Linked DNA regions of Mus musculus: region 1 is linked to region 2. A link is a contact called in public ChIA-PET data. All regions are on one chromosome and are shown on one strand. Each heading gives the region's core, a stretch centred on a gene start, on an enhancer-like site or on the middle of the called end of the contact. The rest is flanking DNA. Distances are from core to core; before and after follow the strand shown.

The links. ChIA-PET counts read pairs in DNA pulled down with a chosen protein or histone mark.
Region 1: an RNA polymerase II ChIA-PET map of memory CD8 T cells shows a contact between it and region 2, with 43 read pairs. The contact joins the enhancer-like site here to the promoter of Ehd3 in region 2. A contact is called at or near these places in 3 of 39 promoter capture datasets (the 3T3-L1 cell line, hippocampal neurons and trophoblast stem cells), 3 of 484 Hi-C or Micro-C datasets (CD4 T cells, CD8 T cells and thymic regulatory T cells), 3 of 115 datasets of contacts at active chromatin or transcription factors (CD8 T cells, T-cell acute lymphoblastic leukemia and memory CD8 T cells) and 3 of 9 other capture datasets (adipose tissue, liver and pancreatic islet).

What each region holds. Positions count from the first base shown.
Region 1 is chr17:73,904,117-73,906,816 of GRCm38.p6, forward strand. It overlaps Xdh (xanthine dehydrogenase), which reads right to left. Exons shown (of 36, transcript NM_011723.3): 22 at 2,579-2,700; 23 at 2,088-2,175; 24 at 1,894-1,980. Among named protein-coding and RNA genes, the nearest start is that of Xdh, 45 kb to the right of the region's middle. Within about 2 kb of position 1,430, at least 22 of the 459 cell types and tissues checked have an H3K27ac peak or open chromatin away from gene starts, as enhancers often do. A contact at or near this core is called in CD8 T cells, memory CD8 T cells and thymic regulatory T cells, where this site is marked.
Region 2 is chr17:73,803,389-73,806,091 of GRCm38.p6, forward strand. It overlaps Ehd3 (EH-domain containing 3), which reads left to right and starts at 1,453. Exons shown (of 6, transcript NM_020578.3): 1 at 1,453-2,081. The coding sequence starts at 1,855.

The sequences.
Region 1 (2,700 bases), core at 180-2,679, 100 kb after region 2:
TTATACTCCAACTGAATACCACATACACACTCATAGACACACACACTCACATATACATATACTCACAGACACACACATCCACATACATACACACACACAAACACATACTCATTCACACGAGTTGTGACCCCGTTCCTATAACCACATCTGCAAAATCTCATCAGAAACCTATGCTTCCATTTTCATGAGGCTCCATTGGGGTGCCCCAACACTCTTGTTCGGATGGTATCACAAAAAGTCAGGTATGGATCTAAGACTCACCACTCACCACCTGTAGCCATTTATAAAGCCCTACCCACACCCTAAATAAAGCCATTGTAAAGCACATAAGACCCTGGACTTTCATGCTCACTTAGCAAAAAGACCTCTTACTGACTTTCCTTCTGGATGGTGCCAAGGGTCTAATAAAGAACCAAGGCCTTCACCATATCCCTGCTGTTCAGTAGCTAGTCAGACTTTAGCAGGCTTGGAGCCACAGCTACTGTGTGTTCACAATTACAATACCCTATGCTTCCTTGACCTCTAACTCAGACTACATAACTTTCTCTCTTGCTCTTTCCATCCCCTTCCTTCCAGTAGTATTTGGGTACAGTTATTTGAATAAGAATGGCCCCTATAGGTTCATATATTTGAACATTTAATCATAAGGAAATGGCACTACTTGGGAGGGATTAAGAGGTGTGGCCTTATTGGAGTAGGTGTGGCCTTGTTGGGTGAAGTGTGTCACAGGGGGTGAGCTTTGAAGTTTCAAAAGATAATAATAAATCAGTACAAATAAAAGACAGAGATTAACAGAGTACATTTAAAAATATGATGTAACTATATTTCTTTGAAATTTTCATTTCAATAATAATAGTAATCATAATATAATATAGGTAGATTGAAAGCAAAAGTTTAGAAAATATAGCATGTAAATATTAAACAAAAGGTACAAAACAGACTTTTAGTAACATTATATAAAGGAGAATTGTGAACAAAACATTATAAGAGAGAGATTATATAATGATAAAACGTCAGTTTCCCCAAAGCATACTCGTTGGTTTGGTCTCAAACAACAGAGAGGAAATACAGATGAACTAACAATTTCAAGGGCTCAAAGAAGAACAGATGAAAGAACAGGAAATCTGCACTTACAGTCAGAGGTCGCTGTGCCCCTTTCTCAAGATACAGAGATACTAGACTGAAAATTAGGAAGGAGGTAGAAGAACTCAGCACAAGCCAAAAGCAGCTACTGGACACCATAAGTAGTGTCCAGTACTCTACTTATGGGAGACAGAAAGCAAAGTCCTCCCTAAAGCTATGTTAGCTCCTCGAACTGTGAAAAGATAAATGTCCATGGCGTATATTATTGAACACAACTGAATTTCATCAGAGGATGTCTCTGCACCAGGATGGGATGCCCTGCAACCTAACTCCCTGAGTATGCTTTACTTTGTAAAAAGTCACTTCCGTTTCCTGTCTACAAATGCCACCTGGCCACCTCTCTGAGCCTCTGTTTTGAGCTGACTGGTTTGTAAAGTGTTCTTTGCTCGTTTAAGCTCTCTGAACTTAATTTTTGCAAAGCTTTTATTTTATAAACAAATATTACATCTTTTTGTCTTTTTCATGAGCATGCACATGCACACACACATACATACACACCACACACACACACCTGAAGATGTATACGTAATAGGGCTAGCATGGCAAATATCTTGAACAGAAAGGACGAGTTACTAATCATAGATATAATATGGTCATTCTCTGCTTAGAGATTGTCCAAGGACGGGAAGCTGAAAGTGAGGAAGATTTAGTTACGTGGCTATACAGAAATAATTGGCAGGGATGCCCCCAGACTGTGCAGCACACCCTTGGCCTTCCAGTCACTCCTAGGGGCAGGCAGATACTACTTACACTCCGAGAGAGATCCTCACTGTTCCCGCCATTGCTGAAGTGAGCCACCTCCAGTGCCACTATAGTCCCAGTCTTCATGAAGCCCACCTGATGAAAGGAGAGTCATTCTCAATATCACCCATGTCTGTCTGTCTGTCTGTCCTGGTCCATCCCACCCATTTATCCTACCCGAGTAGACAGAACAGATCAATCACCTTGTATTTAGCCAGGAAGGGATGTCTGCCACCAGTTATGAGCATGTCCTCGTCTCGGTCCAGCATGCAACGTACAGGGCGGCCTGTCCTGGGGCAGCGGGGGATCAAGGAGGTTAGAAACCTGTAAGCCTCCTGCAGCCTAAGCCCCGTGTGTCTCAGGATGCTAAACAGTACGGAGGTTTGCTTTCCATCTACACACTGAGCTTTTCAGTGGTGGTGCTGTGCTGAAGAACACAGGAAATGCCAGGCTGTGAGTCCTCACCTTATTCCTAGGGAGCTTAAGCTAGTTGGGGGGTGGGGGTGGAGAGAGAAGCCATGAATACAATGTACAAAGAAGCTGGGGAGGGTATCCCTGCCCTTATGTTCAAGGGTTTGAAACAGAGAAAACTGAGAAATCAAAGTAGGGACAATTACTTTCAACAAGGGGAGACTCTAGAAGGCCATCCTGACCAGCTGGCATTGTAGCAGGAGAAGGGGGCCTAGAAACTCACTTGTATGCAGCCAAGGCCACTGCTGTGGATATCAGAGTGCTCCGGGTCTCCTTCCCTCCAAAGCCTCCACCCATTCTTTTCACTCGGACTACAATTCTGTTGTCTGGAACACCCAACATCTT
Region 2 (2,703 bases), core at 203-2,702:
GCCGGAGTCTCCTGACTCTAACCTCCTCTGCTCCCCCACTGCCGCTGTTCCCTGATGTTCTGCAGTTTCCCAGCCTCCACCCCTCCAGACGATGCTCCCAGACTCCCCAGCTCGACCTAGTCCATTAGCTCCTTATCTTGTTGGTGGAAGGGAGGGCAGTGGGAGCCCTCTGCCTTAGGAGAGAGGAAAGGCTTGCCACCTCACTGGTTAGAATCCTTCTAGAACTGTCATTGACTTTGTTCCTTGTTGCTGCCCCACCCTTTGCCACATCTGGCCAATGTCTCATCACTGTTCTTGGCATTGCTGGCAATGGCACGATCTTCCTCAGAGGGGCGCTACAATGTTGCTTCCTGAGATCTCAGCAACCCCTGTGCTTGGTGAGCATTTTGTTACATAGCAATTATTGGTAATGATATTCTTATGGGTTTCCCATTTCTTGTTTGGCTCCTATCTTGGTGTGCACATTCTTCCATGCCTGTTCCCATCATACATTTCACGATCTACCATTTTGGATGTAGCTCTGCCAAAATCTTTACACTGCTCTGGATTGTTTTTAAGAAGGCTTTTTATGTGACCTCAAATGCCTTCCAGTCTTCTCTCAGCTCATCCTTGAAGAGACATCTCACAGCCATGTTTCCTGTAATGCCTTCAAATTGACCACGAAAAAAGCAAAAGATGGTTCTGCTTGCTTGCTTGCTTTTTTTTTTATTCTTATTTTTATTTAATTTAATTTTTTTTTTTTTTTGAGACAGGGTTTCTCTGTGTAGCCCTGGCTATCCTGGAACTCGCTTTGTAGACCAGGCTGGCCTCAAACTCAGAAATTTGCCTGCCTCTTTTCGTGTCTGTTGTAATTCTACCCTGCTACATCTCCTAAAAGGCTCCTCAAAGACTCAGCTTTGTATGTAGTTGTGTCAAATTAGGTCGCTGCCCCTTAGCACTCCCTGCCTGTGTGTGTTTTGCTGGTTTTACCTACCGTATTGAGTGGGAGAGAGGGGGAGGAGAGAAAGAGGAAAGCCGTTTTTGTTTGTTGTTTGTTTTTCACTTCACCTCAGGCCTGGTGAAAAGATAAGTTACTGATTTTTTGGTTATTTTATGTCACTTGTCAGGGGCACCTTCTTTCCATGCCCCAAGGAAAATACAGTAGAATTTTCCCCAAATGGGTCCCAATATTAGTATCCCCAGGGAACTGACCTCAGTAACCAAAGGAACTGAGTCTCAAAACGGTAGAGTAGGTCAAGGCTGTCTTAGTCTCCGTCCTTGAGAGGGCGCTGCTCCCAAGTCAAATCCCCAGGGCTGGGAAAGAAATGCCTGCGCTTTCCCACAGGACTCTGGCAGCAGCTTTTTGCAGATAGAGTCCGCGCGGCCGCAGAGCGCCTGCCCATAGACATGGCGGCGCCCTCCTTGGCTTCGCGTCGCCCTGACCGTGGAGCTGGCCGGGTTTTGCCAGTTCTCGGGGACTTCCTGCACGTCTGGCATTTAAACGCGCGCCGGGGGCGGCGGGATGCTGCTGCGGATGCGGAGCTGTGTGAGCCGCTGCCTACCCGGCGCAGCCTGGGCTCCGCAGTAGCGGAGCTCGAGCATCCTTTAGTCATCTATCTGGGGAGACCTGGAACTCAGGCTTCGGCTTCCCGGCAGGTTTGTCTTTAATTTCCAAGGTTGCAGTTCTCTTGACACAATCCACAGCATCCTTCTCTCCAACCGGGCTGTGGATGAACCTGGGACTGGACTGAATCCAGCAGCTGGGGCAGCCCGGGCCATGGTGCGTCTGAGCCCCGAGCTCTGGTAAGGCAGTAGTGGCGGCGTTGTTCGAGCTAGGCGGGTGCCACTCCCGGGAGCTTCCTCCCAGCTGTCACAATGTTCAGTTGGCTGGGTAACGATGATCGCCGCAAGAAGGACCCTGAGGTCTTCCAGACGGTGAGCGATGGACTCAAAAAACTCTACAAGACCAAGCTGCTGCCTCTGGAAGAGTATTACCGCTTCCACGAGTTCCACTCGCCCGCCCTGGAAGATGCTGATTTCGACAACAAGCCCATGGTCCTGTTGGTGGGCCAGTACTCTACCGGCAAGACCACCTTCATCAGGTGAGCCTCATCTGGGTGCTGAGCCTTCCGGGTGACGTGGAAAGTCTTCCATTAAGGGCTCTGAAGAAATCCCTGTGGGAGGCCTCAAAAGTTGATCCTACTACCGAGTCCCCCATTGATTCCTATATGATGTCCCTCCTCAGTTCTTAGCCCTGGTCATTTTATTAAGAGTCATCCCTGTTGTCTGATCTGGGCACTGAAACTGAGGCACAGAAGGAACCAGACTCCTAATGAAGGTGGGGATACCGTAACCCTCCTTTTGACTAGAATCTCTTATCTCGTGAAGGGCTTGGGATTATCCCGGGGAGCCTTACCTTTGCAGCCGAGTTGTTCTCATGGTCGCGGGCCTGGGGATGGGGGTGAACTGGAGACCCTGGGGTCATTTATTCTTTTACCGTTTTTCCTTCTCTCTGACAGTGCTTTTAGGGCTGTCTCTTAGAGAAGCAGAATACTTTTAATAAGTTTCTTCTTTGAACTTAATAGTTCAATAATAATAATAATAATAATAATAATAATAATAATAATAATAATAATAAAGCAGCTTACAGAAGTAGAGGAGATACTAAGATGCCTCATCTGGCCCTTGACTTTGCAGGTGAGATAGCAGAGGTGATGGGAGGAT